2 separate regions of the Anas platyrhynchos genome follow, and region 2 is linked to region 1. Evidence: chromatin contacts called from public Hi-C data. All regions are on one chromosome and are shown on one strand. The core of a region is the stretch at or near the end of the contact, and the rest is flanking DNA. Distances in the headings are between cores, read along the strand shown. Region 1 overlaps LRP6 (LDL receptor related protein 6). Region 2 holds the start of BCL2L14 (BCL2 like 14).

Evidence for each region. A called contact is a pair of places that touch in the nucleus more often than the background predicts.
Region 2: a contact with region 1 is called in a Hi-C map of skeletal muscle, with 2.6 times the contacts expected there. The contact joins the promoter of BCL2L14 here to the enhancer-like site in region 1. A contact is called at or near these places in 2 of 8 Hi-C or Micro-C datasets (liver and skeletal muscle).

What each region holds. Positions count from the first base shown.
Region 1 is chr1:70,597,811-70,605,220 of IASCAAS_PekinDuck_T2T, forward strand. It overlaps LRP6 (LDL receptor related protein 6), which reads left to right. Exons shown (of 22, transcript XM_038172428.2): 15 at 962-1,171; 16 at 2,695-2,820; 17 at 4,223-4,459; 18 at 6,123-6,233. Among named protein-coding and RNA genes, the nearest start is that of BCL2L14, 56 kb to the right of the region's middle. Within about 2 kb of position 3,766, at least 2 of the 8 cell types and tissues checked have an H3K27ac peak or open chromatin away from gene starts, as enhancers often do.
Region 2 is chr1:70,653,176-70,660,585 of IASCAAS_PekinDuck_T2T, forward strand. It overlaps BCL2L14 (BCL2 like 14), which reads right to left and starts at 4,370. Exons shown (of 8, transcript XM_005010033.5): 1 at 4,349-4,370. The coding sequence starts at 4,355.

The sequences.
Region 1 (7,410 bases), core at 2,516-5,015:
TCAAGCTGTGGCCTAATTTTAGACTGTGTAATATTATTTTAGCATTGCAAAATCTAAGCCAAATCCTTATGTTTGTGCATAATTTTATGCTCAGAGTTTGATAAACTTCATTGAGTATATGAGTGTTAATGAGCATATGATAAAGGTTTTGAATAACATATTTTTGTGTACGAATTACAAAGTCTTAACTGTCTTTGGACAGTCTTTAATGTTACCTCTAAAACATCTGTGGGCTCTCTTCTGTTTACATGCAGCATTAACTGTGACATGTGACAGTTGATCTTGAATATATTTATGCTAGGTAATCTAGCATAAAAATCAGCAAATACTTCCAGAGGTGCAAAGCCTCTTGGCTGCTACTGATGATTGCTGAAGGAACTAAGGAAACTAAATCTTCACTAGGAAGAAAAGAATGTTCCTAATTTAGCTTGAAAACCTTTGTGAAGATAATGTAGTTGAAACAAAATAATATGAGGAAGTCAGAAGTCAAATGTTTACCTTAATCTCATAATTCAGGTGAAAACTACTAAGTGCTTTGTCTTCACTTGGATTTAATCTTGCATTAGTTAAATCAAGCTAATAATCCATTTTCTTATTCCCCGCTGAATTCCAAGACAAAGCAGTTAATCTCTCAAAAAAAAAAAAAAAAAAAAAAAAGAATAGATGAATGAAAAGAAATACCAATTACCACCATATTGATAAAAGACTGGATGGTCTTATGAGAGTTGGCCCCCAACTCCAGACACATTTTAAATATAGGAAATGTATTTGAAGCACACAAACTGTCTTCCTGATGAAAAAGAAAAAAAAAAAAAAGATCATATCTGAAAAATATCAGTCTTACATCATTACCTCGTAGTGTAGAAGCAATCAAAAAGAATGGTGTAAGCAGTGTAGAAAGTATTTGCAATCGTATTTTGTTTGATTCCAGTTAAGCTAAACTACTCTTTTATTTCTGCAGGTGCTAACCGAATTGTTTTGGAAGACTCTAATATCTTGCAACCTGTGGGACTAACTGTATTTGAAAACTGGCTGTATTGGATTGACAGGCAACAGCAGATGATTGAAAAGATTGATATGACTGGTCGAGAAGGACGTACAAAGGTCCAAGCTCGTATTGCACAACTTAGTGACATTCATGCTGTGAAAGAGCTCAACATTCAGGAATACAGTAAGTGCAATTCCTGTTTGCAAGTGAGAACAGTGCCTGTGAGGCTGGAGGCAGGGAGTGGCCAAGAGCAATGAAGCCTGATTTTCCTTGCCACTAGTCAACATCAGGGCAGATCGACAGGGCCAGAAGTTGGCATTGTTTTGTGTCTGTTATATTGCCAGGGTGGTATTGTTTCCTTAGTGCAGTTGGCAATGGACATGAAATTTACCACAAGCCACCCATCACAATTTGTTGCTGGTGACAACTTTGCTGGTAGGTAGTCCCATAGAGGTACCTGGGTTTTGACTATGTATTGGCACAGTGGAAATATCCTGTTATCACTAGTAGAGGATTTTCTGGATTCTGGCTGCAATACACAAGTCAGGTCTTTAATCCTTTTAGGCAAGCACAGCTCTCATGGCCCTTTACTAGCAGTAACCGTATCATGGACAAGCCACCCTGGCTGCATGTTTTAAGGCAAGCTGAACAATTTTTGTTAAGGGCAATTCATATTGAAACTAAATGATGGAAGAACAACATGAATTACTCAAAGGAAGTGTGCAGTAAATAACAATATGTGTTGAACATGTCTGCACTTCTAAAAGTTTTCTGTTTGCCCAGGATATAACCTTTCCCCACATACACTCACTTGAAACAATGGAAGCTGTATGGTTAAAACAGCGGAGCTGCTGTCTTCATGGAGGAAATAGGCCTAGTTAATAGGCTGTGATGAATGCCTTCGAGACATATGTAGAAAGACGTCTGGGGATGTTTAATTAGAGCATCAGCACAGACTACTACTAGTTTTGTTTGCTATTAATCTCAGTAAATCTGTCAGGAGTTCCAAGAGAAATATGTTGTCCTTATTAAACATTAAAATGAAGAGATATTTAACTAGAGCATGTTAATTTGAGTTTTGGAGACAGTGTGAAAGCTCCAGAATTCATAAATTTGGAAACTTTACTTTTTTAATTGTCTTTGATAGAGAAAGTTAAGTATGGAATCCAAGGTATCTTTTTTCTTACTAATGCTTCCATTTTTGCTGGAGCGCTAATTCTACTTCACATGAGAAGCAAATGGTTTGAGTACTGTTTACTGCTTTGGGAGACCAGGTGGCATGATTCTCAGTGTATCAGTTCACAGCCAATTACTGATGTGTGTGATAATTATTTGTGTGTGTAAAGGAAAAAAAATACAATTAAATACAACTTTTTCAGAGTTGTGTTTAGAAATGTCCTCCCCATCAAGATGGGAGTAATGAAAGGAGCTCTGTGAACACAAAGAAATCAGTGAAAGGTATGAAAAGATGTAGGTATTTCTTGTCAGTGAGCTCACCAAATTCTTGGAGAGTAAGTCCAAGGCTTTTTCCAGATTCCACTAATTACTGCAGTGTACTTGGAGGAGAGAAAATTAAAAAAAAAAAAAAAAAAAAAGAGAGAGAGAGACAGAGCAGGGGATAACTCAACTGCCCAGAATCTCATTTACTTATCCTCCCAAGTGTGACTGCAGTTGTACTACCTGTCCGTCTTTTCTTAAAATCACAGGACAACACCCTTGTTCTCAAGATAATGGTGGTTGCTCACACATTTGCATTGTGAAGGGCGATGGCACCACACGCTGCTCTTGCCCAGTCCACCTTGTTCTGCTGCAGGATGAGCTGTCCTGTGGAGGTAAGTCCTTCCCATGCTCTGCGTCACTGAGCTCTCTGCTCCTGGGTGGGGAGGTCTCTATTTTAGGGCCAACTTCTGAGCAGAAAGAATGTGACAGTGCACCAGATGTTGTAACATGATTTTACATGTTTTACCGTTTTGCTTCCCCCTCCACCCCCCCGAGCTAAACCTGCAAATTTTGAGGAGTAAAAGAATAGAATCTTAGAAGCTCACTGTTGAATGCGGATTTCTGTTCACCCTTTCTACTTAAGACCACTGAATTATTTTGATTTTATTTTTTTAATTGTATGATTTTTTCTTTTACTACTTTTTATATCATTCTGCATGTTCTCCTTTTTCAGCTAGTGGTAGACTCTCCTGTGTTGCATCGCATCTTCTGTCTGTGCCATTTCATTCTTCTCTGCTTTTCTCCTGAAACTCACCCTGTGTGTGCCTTTCTGAACTGCAGTCCCAGAAGAGCCAGTTGCCTCCTCCATGGTGATATGGCCACTACAGCCTACGCCCTGATGTCTCCAAGGGTGGGGCTGAAATTTTGGGAGAAGAGAGGCACTTGGGTGCTTGGGTCTCTTTGTACCACCGTACTGAATTGATTTATTATGCAATCTTCTCGCCATCAAGGCGACGTGTGGTCTCACAATGGAACAAGAGCTAATATAATCCAGATATTTTCTCAGAGCAAGTTTAATACCAGGCCAGAAAGGGGAGGAGAGGAAAAGGAAATTAAAAAAAATTAAAATAAAAAAAAAATCCATGCTTACTTACTGCATGAGATTAACAGTTACTGTAGTAAATGTTAAGTAATAGCTAACAGCTGTGTTGCGATAGCGGGACTTGACTAGATGGAGCAGTTTTTTGTCATTTTAGAAGAATTTTGACTCAACAGAGCTGTCGAGGGCACATAACTAGACATTGAGTCACAGTGATCCATCTGCAGCAAATTACATCCTTTTAACGTTTTCTATACACTGACTGTTGAGCATAAAAAGGGAGTGAGACATCAGTTGTGTATACAGTGGTGCTGCAGGAAAGAGGGAAGTGGAAGAAAAGTTTGTTGACTTTAAATGAAGACTTTAAGACCTACTAAGAGAAGGGTGTAAGAAGCTGAAGTGGGAAGGAAAGAAAAGAATCGTGTTTTGAGTGTGCGTGCTTGCTTCTCTGTTCCTCTTATTCTTTGTCTAATGAAACTCCATTGACTTGAACCTGCAGCTGTCACTTGGGGCTCAAGATCTGCTCAAACAACTGTGGAGGCAGTGTGGGGTGGAAATTACATTATGATGTGGCATGTTTATCAGCTGTCTGATTAATCAAAGCAGCTGAGTTATTCTTGTCCTTACCTGTTGTGATCTGCTGCTGATTGTTCACCTGGATTTTTAATTTTTGTTTGTTTGCTTGATTTTTAAAGAACCGCCAACTTGCTCCCCTCAGCAGTTCACCTGTTTCACAGGTGAGATTGACTGCATCCCAGTGGCCTGGCGCTGTGATGGTTTCACTGAATGTGAGGACCACAGTGATGAAAAAAACTGCCCGGTGTGCTCAGACACCCAGTTCCAGTGTGAAAGCGGACAGTGCATAGACAGTGCCCTCCGGTGCAATGGAGAAGCAAACTGCCAAGACAACTCAGATGAGAAAAACTGTGAAGGTACAGAGGATCTTTCAAAGTATGATGAAAACAGAATTTTTCGGGGGACACTATGGTAGATACTAAAGTTATTGCAGAGTGTAGGATTTGGAAGGATCTGAGCTTCTGCTCTTTTGACACAGAGTGGGACATTATTTCAGAGCTACATTCCTTTGTTTCTCCACCTGTAAAGTGGAAATAACGCTGACTTCCTGCACAGTGGTTTAAGCTCTGTGAAAAGTACTATTTAAAATGGTATATTTTAAAACTCTAAAAACCTGGTAACTCTGGAGTGATTTACAACATGGAGGAAACCCTTGTCATAGGGTTCTGAGGTTTTTTGAATACTTTATGCCCACTAAAGGTCTGCGGATTGTTTATTTTATTAAACTGAATAAAATGAAATTAAACTTCTCTGAGTAGGTGAGAGGGAGACATGAGATTCCTGCAGAGTACAGCAGAAGAGAGTATTTAAGCCGTAGTCACATGGAGGGAAGTGCTATTGCCAACAGAATGAGAATTAAGTTCTTTTAATTTTGGAAAGGACAGGTTATGCTCATGGAGTCTCAGCTACCCTACCACTATACCAAGTGAAACATTAGAAAACTTGACCTTCTTTTCCCCAGTGCACAAGTAGTGAGAAGTTGTAGGGACAACTTCTAAGCTTGAAAGGATGCCTCTTCTGTGTATCCTTTCAGTACACTTTCTTTGAAGAGGCTGTCTAAGAGACTTTGAATAAAGGCTGAATTTCTTTCCAAAAGATGTGCTCCAGCTCAAACAAAAATATACAGACCAATGCAGAAATTCTTTTTTATGGAAGGTGATTTTTAGCCAGATGGGATGCCAGCATCTGAAAATGCTTTGTGCAGTTGCCATCCAATGGCTAGAGATATCAGAACAGGGGCTGTTTATCACCTTCAAAGGGGCCCTAGTATTCAGAGCATTCAAGTTGATTGCAGGTCAGAAAAGCCTTTAGTTTAACTTCTTAATTCAACTGAAGTCAGAAAGAATTTCTGGATTTATGTGAAACAGGAAAAAAATTTGAGTAAACAACAGCACCTTTTTTCCCAGAATAGTAGTTTATTTTATTTTATTTTTGGCAAAACTTCAGTTTTGTATTCTGTCTTTCATTTCAGTTTGAAAACATAATGTCAAGTGAAATATATTGTCCCATAATCAGGGAGTCTTCTGCTTTACAGGAAGAGTACAAGGGCATTGAGAAACCACATTTTTCTCTCTTAAACAATTTTATCATTGTAGTTTGGCAGATTTAATTTTAGTAACTTAATTCTTCTCACTTATATTACAGTAAATGCTTATAGTTGGGGATTCTTACAGTAATTTTACAATAACCATGTCCCGCGATAAGTACCTGCATTCTCAGTGGCCTTCTGCTTCTGAGTTATTTCAGTTGAGGTGACTGTCTCGTAGAATGATCTTACTGAAAATAAACAATGAGGACCAGGTACCCACTGTGCAATATTCACTCCAGAACATCTAATCATTTTTTGACATGAGGGACTTTTATGCCCCACTGGCTGCTTCAGGAAATGAAGCTAGCAACAGACAAAGCTCTCTCAAGATGTCCCGGATTGTGTGCCTTGGTGTCTGGTTCTCTTAATTGTTTTAAAGAGTAGAAGTCTTTGATACTGACTCTTGCTGTCTGGGGGGGCTCTCTTTCCAGTGCTTTGTTTAACTGATCAGTTCCGCTGTGCCAGTGGGCAGTGCATTGGTAAAAGCAAGAAATGTGATCACAACCTGGACTGTAGTGACAGCTCAGATGAACAAGGATGCTGTAAGTGTAAACCCTGAGACTAAAGACTTGGTTGCGTTATCTGCTATTTATTTCTTAACTTCTCAATGAGTTAGATTTTAATCTGAATGAATTGTACCCAAAATGGATGCTCTTGTTTGTAAGTGCTGTCATGAAATTAATGCACAATGTAGTAGAACCGGAATCACAAATATAACTATTATTTTGAATTAGCATAGCAGGCTAGTAATTTTTCAACATAAAACTTTTAAAACTTTTAAGGGAAATAAGAGGTTCGTTTTACTATTATGAGTTTGTAAGCTGAGATGGTGCAGTATTAAAAATCCCTCTAGGAGCATGAGGCTTTTACATAAAACTGCTCTCTGCTTCACCATTTTCTCACCCACAGAATTAATAGAAGGTGCTTTTAGAATCAAATCAACACTGTGTACAGAATAAACCTTCTAAAATTTCATTTGCATCTTGAAAAGATGTAATTTTGAGCTTGATTTGTGATTTGTAACGTGATATTCCCTACCTTGAAATCTCCAGAGTTCTGCAAGAAACCACCACCTTTAAAATTCCAATTTGAAAGTTCATTTTCACTGTTGGTATTTTAAAAGAACTTGCAAATAGGGACATTTCTTCTTGTGTTAGGTATCTATATATCATAGATGACATACATGTAACGTGAAAATGCAATGACAGATTTGGACCCCTAATCTTAGGAAGGAGTAACTAGAGAAGTTCTGTCATGCTACAAAGTTATTAGCAACATTATCAGAGACATATATGGTTATCTTTATAATAGGTCAGATATTATTTGTTTTTGTAACATAAAATTAGCCCCCCAGAGAAAGTTGCAGTTGTCACTGTTCCTCTTCCAATATGATCAGAAGTCTGTTTTCTTATCTCTGTAGACTGTGACAGGTTGGTTAAAGTGTGGGTTTGGTGTTCAGGGAGAAGGAAATATGTTGAGGAAAAGACTTACAGTAATGGTTAAGATGTAAAACACCGACTAGAACAGGAAAATACTTTAAAGTCTGCTTTTCTTGTCAAATTCATGAAGCACAGGCAGGGGGTTGTCAGTTACTCCTATAAATGTCATTGCTTAGAATCAGTATTGTAGGGGAAGCCATTCGTTTTAGCTGTTGAATAATCACTTCAGATACAGATTGTTTGTAAAGATGGCACCTCTAAAGCTGATGCACAGCTGATA
Region 2 (7,410 bases), core at 3,120-5,619, 56 kb after region 1:
ACAAATTTTAATATGAAGCAGGGATAGGTCATGCATATGTATAGGCATTGGGAAACTTCATGCATATGTAACTCTTTGCTGCATGGAACCAAGGCAAGTTGCTGCACTGGGGTGTGCATGACTTTGGTGGGACTACCCTCTGTGCTGCCGAGTGATGAATAAATATATCTACTTTACAAGCTTACTGATTGTAAGTCCATTTTCCACACCTCATAGCAGGGTTTGAGTGTCAACCCCCTTTCTTCCAGCCTTTTCAGTAAGGCAGTAAGAGGACTTTGCACAAGAACCACAGGGCCAAAAGCCTAAGGAAAGTTTTCTTAATCCTTATTTTCTATAAGAAAAAAAACAGCTTGAGTTTCTGGATTGATAATAAAACATGAGACTATGAAATATGAAATATGGAACATAGACTAAAAAATCATATACATCTGTCTCTGGAAAGTATTTTCACCATTAGGCTGATAGCCTTTGGAGTCAGCTGTGTGGCTGTAAAACCCCTTTGGCTGCATGGAAATCTAGTGGCATACAGGCCCCTCACCAAATGGCAAATGTCTTATCTCAGCAGTTGTGTGGTTCTGGCAGTTTTCAGGGGATGTGTACACTGCACCATGCCAGCGCTCTGACAGAGCTCCCACCTGCAGAACAAAATTTTCAGATGTCACTGAGCTGTTTCAGGTGCTTGTGTTATCTCCAACTGCATACCTACTTCTGTATACTTTTATTTCACTATTTAAATTATTTTTTTTGCATATTTGCATTTCACTAATTACTTCATATGCATTGAAGGAGTTTCAGTAACTTCCTGCATATGGTCTTCACACATGTAAGAGGAAGACTTGCTCAACTCACCAGCTGTGGTGTACCTCAGTCTCTGTACCTCTGGACCTAAAGTCTTAATTTAGGTGTACTGGTATACCTCAGTACCTCTGTACCTAACGTCTTAATTTCTCCTGTTTACTACTGGCATTTGAAGTGGAATGAACATATCCTTATGTCATAGGGGTCTTTCCCCTTTCTAGAATGGATAACTGTCATGTGCTTCATATAGGAAATATGTAGAGTGTTCTTATACACTTCACTCACTGTAGTTAATAGCTGTAAAGGGAAAATGTTTTGGAGGGGAAGTATGGGACTGGAAACCACAAGCAGAATGAAACCATATGAATCAAGGGGATCAGAGGCTGGCACAATTGCAGTTACAGCCCATGTTACTTAGTTATACTCACAGGTCAAATGGAATAAATTATTTGATAAGGATTTCTATCGAGTGATATTTTAGCAAAATTTCCAGTCAGGCAAAAACACTGGATCAGGATAGAAAACACTGAAAAATGAACTGAGCCGCCCTGCTTTGCACAGTTACCAGAGGGTGGAAAAAGACAAGGTGGGTAATACAGATGGCAGATCTATAAGCCTCAGTAATTAAAAGATTAAGAATTTATCACTTTGTGTTGAATTAGAATAATAATTCCCAAAGGAATATGTGGAATAAAATCCTTGGCTTCCTGAGGAAGAAGTATGGTTTTTGAATTTTGGGATATCCATTTCATGCAACCCTTTCGGACTTACTACATTTTTTTTTTTTTTTTTTTAACATTAACAATAAAAGCTGCTTTTTCCATTTAATTTAAAACCAACCATCTGTGTGCATAAGGGTCTTTTCCTCTGAGACAGAGATGCCGGGTTTCCAATCTTCCTACTTCTCTGGCATTTGTTAGTCCATTAATCATAAGACTTAGCACTTCTGTAGTGCTGTAAATCTCCCAAACTTCGTGCTACCACAAGGGCTTTAATTGTGTAAGTGAACTTAAGTGGGTGGATCACTGGGCTTGTGCAGAGCCCCACAGAAAACAGCAGGGCCTCCTGAAAATGTAAGTGGGTCTGAGGCACAGTCCGTCCCAACAACAGTGTTGTCCTCTCTACTTTCATCAGCTGGAAACACCAAGGTGCATGAGAGAGCAAGGAGAGCGCAGACTACATCAGCTGCAACATTTGAAGCCCCTGGTTGTGAAAGAGGGGAAAAGAAAGCCTCTGCAGAGCATTATAATGTTTTACTGCTCTTTAGAACTGGATCTAATGCTCTTCTTGAGGATTATTTAATGACATTATTGACCTCGATACAGACACAGAGCACTGTAGCAACCTCATATAAGTTGATAAGGGGTTTCCCATTGACATTATTCTAGTTTTGCTGAATACCTGAAAAAATCCTCAGAGGGGGATATGGGATTGAAATTAAGCTTTCTTCTCCCCCAAAACCAAAGTGTTGTGTTTTATCTCTTTGAACTAACACATTTTAAAACTCATGTTTTCAATTATGCTGAGGTTTAGCTGCCTTGCCTGGCATTGCCTCACTTCACGGGAGCTGTAATTTGGGTCTCATTTTGCACCCTGGTTTTGGTTCCCCAGAGAACAGCCTCACTCTGAAGGCAGACACATCCCCTCTGGCTGGGCCAGGCTAGGGGCTTTATGGTGGCTATATATGGGGCAATGCACAGCAGTGTAGAAATGTGGTTAAATATAACACTTTTGCTTTGCCCAAAAGTATTTAATTCAATGAAAAATTGTACTCAGCTGTCCATCCCAAGTTGGGAGGACAGAAGATCATCAAACAGCAGACTTTGCCACAGCACAGAAGCTCTGATTTTCATTTGTCCCAATTCCATTCTATGCTCAAAGGTGCTGTACCATGTTGCTTTTTCTTTTTTTGGTACAACTTTGGTTACATTTCATCTTCAGGGTGCAGTGGGATACATACTCCGGTGATTAAGATTTTTTTTTGAGAAATGATGCAGGGTGTTTACATTCATAAGAGTTGAAGACACAAAGTCACACTTCCAGAAGTAATTTATAATCTGCAGTGCCCGACTAATTGAAAATAGGAATGATGGTCTTAATTAATTATTAGGAGATGACTTTCTAATTGACTTAATTAGTAGCGTATCAGGTGAAAGTTAATTTTGTGCTGACGTCTCAAACCTCTTGATAGTCAGGGTGAGAATTATTCGAATTTCAAAGTGACTTCCAAGTTATTTTAAACAGAAATTTGGGTGTCTATGTGTAATTAGAATATTCTGTTTTAAATTTCTTCATAACTTTGACAGCTCCTAGGATTTCCAAGTGTCACTGTTTCTCAGCAGGTTGTACAATTTTGGTGGATATTTGTTTTTATTTTTTTTTTTTTATGAGGTGGTAACAAAAGAGGTGTGCAACAAGTTCTACTCTCTGAACAGAGGTGCTGAAAGTGTTGAGCCTTTTTTTCTGAAAGCTGACTGATATTAGCTTTGTAATGGATTCTTTAGATAGAAAAAAAAATCCACTAGATTTTAACTAAGCATTGCTTTTAAGTTTAAAGTAATTTGTCCTCATGTCTCGTAGAAGTATGGCTCAATCCAGCTGTGGTTATTAAAGAAATAAAGTTCAGACATTCACTACTAAATATTTAAAATTCACTTCTTTGGATCAAGAGTGTCTAGCATTTTTTAGTAAGAACAGTGCTATTAACCAAGTCAGGCAGCTACCAGTTTTCATACAAATCATTTGTATTCAAGTAATATTTATCATGTGCTGAATGCTGTCCACACACAAGAGGACACTTATCCTTTCCTGAAAACCTTGCAGTCACCAGAGAAAAAAATACATTTTCTTTCCTGAAGGCTGAATAGTCCCTTCAAACATCTGCACATTGTTAAACAACCCAGAAAATAATAATGGCTATATAAAATAAAGTAATGAGCTGTAGCTTCCTCCATACCTGGCCTTAAAGATGCAGGCCTCGTTCCCCACAGTCACTGAGCTTTTTGTTTTTAAGGATCAATTCTTTCTCTCTGCTGCTAGCAACAGACTTGTTTTTGTGCTTGTATCACAGCAGAGAGAAGAGGAGCTTGCTAATAGCTCTTATCTGGGCTGCAGTCACTGCAGCCTGACTAAGATATCCTATTGCCTTTCTTCATCTCGGGAGGAGGAGGGACACCTGGCTCCTTGCATCCAAGCACAGTCCCAGCTGCTGCTTTCCTGCTCCATCAATAGACTTTTCTGTGCCAGTAGGACTAATAGCAATGGTTTTCTAATGACAGCATTTCCCCTAGTGCCTTGTATGTTCTGCCTAGTAAACCTTTTGGAATAATAAGATGGATTCAGCCCATTTGTGACAGGAGGGAGGATCATGTGGGGGACCCGTGGGGGAAGAAAGGAAAGAAGGAAGCAAGAATGAAAATTTCTGTCTGCCTAATAGGTGGTCAAAAGGCATGCACCATACAGCATTTTTTTATTTGGGTCCATCACAGTGATTTCACTCGTGAAACGATTTTGCCCCTGCTGTAACAATGTGGTATTAATGACCACTTACCTGACATCAAAGACCAACTGTACTACTTTCTGTAGCAACCAGCAATCCTTGACCTAAACCTTAGCAGTCGAGACAAAAAGGAAGATTAGGATACATTCACATAGCACATCAGATTCACAAAAAGTACAGTCACCCCAGGTCCAGACTATTTTCTGGTACCTCTGTCCTACCTACAGCAGAGCAGGTTTGATTACCATGTGAATGAGGAAAGCTGCTGGAAGCTGCTGGACTGCTATCTCTAAGTGCAGCCCCATGGCTACATGAAAAATAGCACCGTTTACCACTATACTCAGATATAGTGGACAATAATTTGACAATTAAAAGTGGCCTTTCCCCTTACAAACTCCATATGGGCACTCTGAGCATTAATGAGCCATTACATTTATCATTCCTTTCTCTTCAGAGAAGAAACCAGTGGGGTTTTCCCCTTCTTCCCCACTGACAAACCAGTTCTAGCACTGCCCATCTGCAGCTTTAAGGATCTCTATACTACCTTTAATGGGAACGAGGCTGTCAAATTCCAAACTGGGTAATTAACTAAATTTTTATTTTATTTTATTTTATTTTATTTTATTTTATTTTATTTTATTTTATTTTATTTTATTTTATTTTATTTTATTTTATCCATTTATATTCATATATTCATATATATATTTTGGTTCTAAAGTCAGTGCTGTTATCTGCTAAGGACTTTAATTAAATACGGTGTGATGATTCAAGGCAGGACTGTTATCAGCTGCCCTTTGTTCCCTCTGGTGGAAGGAACTAGAAAAAGGCTGGGAAGATGAGTGGCAGTTTGGATGCTCCACTTCAGGAAAGTGGGTTTGGGCTTATTCAGGGAATTTCACAGTAGAGTCCTTGGGAATCAGCCAAGAAGCAGAAAGAGGCTCAGGAGATCTAGCTGATTTATAAAAATAAGTTATGAGAACTCAGGAGCACACCATCCCATTGTGGAGGAAGACAGAATTTTGCAACAATCCCTTTATGCTCCAAAAAAAGACAACTTATAAAAGCATTACTTAGGTACTTACAGACTCAGAAAGCTACAACCCAGCTTGAGCTAAAGCTAGAAGTGAGCATTAAAGGTAACACGAACATTTGCTGCTTGCAAAAGGAAATTCAAAGAACATGGTTCCACTGATGGCTGCAGTAGACAACCTAGAAACAGATAATACAGAAAAGGCAGAAGCACTCAAAACCATTTTTGCATCATTTTTTCACAGTCAAAGCCTGTTCCCAGACTTCTGTGTGTATCAGTACAGTTAGGGAAGGAGAGGAAAAAAGCTTATATATATGATAAACCCATCATCTGTGGCGTAATGAACACACAGATACCAGGGTTCTTTAAGGATCAATAATTTCTAATAATTTCTAAAGGCAATAACTTCAACATCACAGAATCACAGAATTTCTAGGTTGGAAGAGACCTCAAGATCATCGAGTCCAACCTCTGACCTAACACTAACAGTCCCCACTAAACCATATCCCTAAGCTCTACATCTAAACGTCTTTTAAAGACTTCCAGGGATTGTGACTCCACCACTTCCCTGGGCAGCCCGTTCCAATGTCTAACAACCCTTTCGGTAAAGAAGTTCTTCCTAAGATCCAACCTAAACCTCCCCTGGCGCAACTTAAGCCCATTCCCCCTTGTCCTGTCACCAGGCACGTGGGAGAACAGACCAACCCCCACCTCGCTACAGCCTCCTTTAAGGTATCTGTAAAGAGCAGTAAGGTCGCCCCTGAGCCTCCTTTTCTCCAGGCTGAACAAGCCCAGCTCCCTCAGCCGCTCCTTGTAGCAGCTCTCCTCCTGATCACTCCCCTTTCTTCCCCTGTAAACAACAGACTTAGTACAGACATCATTTCCTCCCCAAGTGTATAAGTTAGGCCCTAGGAACTGGTCTAATAATTCAGCTAGCCTGATGGGGTCCTCAATTAAAGCCTTCAACTCCTTCTTAAAACTTCTAACCTCTCTGCTGGTAAGGAGGGGGAAGAGTTCACCTAAGAGGATACACAGTTAGTGTTCGTACTGTTTGTATCAGGGAAGGCAAAATTCTAAATATCTCTTCTACCTTGTTCTAATTCTTGCCAGAGCCTAGAGTATGATCCTTCTCTAGGGACAGCGTTAATTGCAGTCCCTGTCGCCCTTCCTGGAGTGGCTGCTGCTGCCACCGATGCAATATTAGGATCATAGGGAGCATAACTCGGCTCCTTCTCTGAAAAAGGAATCTTATTATTTAGATATAAATTTAAAGCCTGAATTTTCGTCAGACCTATATTTTGGCCAAAATAATGCTGTTTCCTTAATTGGTTCTTTTGTCCACAGTGATACACAACATTTAACCATTTTCTTCTTTTATCACCTCCTCTAATTTTGGTATTATTTTTCCAATTTTTTATCATTCCTCCGGAAGGGCTGTTGGTAGGCACTCCCCCAGGGACATCTCCCTATCCCCTGGAACCCATATTTTCCCATTTTTCCCAGCCCTTGTCAGGGTGTTGCTACAGAAACTTAGCTCCTGCAGGGTACTGACTTGTGGAATTCAGACTCTATAACCCTGGAATGGTTATAAAGCAGGTATGTTTTTTCACACACACGCCGGACGCAAGGGGGATAGCTCCACCTAACTCGCGCACCAGCGGTTACTGGCAATGTGCTTATATTAGTGGGACAAATACATATTTATTGCATTTCCCGTAAGTCTTCTGTATATTCATCAGGTCTCCAAAGAATCATTAACGTAGGTTATGCGTACTGGAGTCCTCAGGTGGTCAGTTGTCTGTCATACTCTGGTGGTCTTTCACTGAAGGTCAGAAGTCTTCCTCACTGCTTATCTTCTGGGCTTTCCTGTCTCTGACAGACTTCAGTTGTCAAGCCAGTTCTTGCTATTCCCATTATCTATGCATACAGTATTTTATTCCCTTATCTTTCGGTCGTTAACATACAGTTGTGCTAGCTAAGACCTAGAAATCACCATCCTTTATCTTATTCCCTGTCTCAGTACCACACACAAACATTCTGATTCTGGAAAATGGGGATGTACTGCCAAGCACTTTCCCGTACA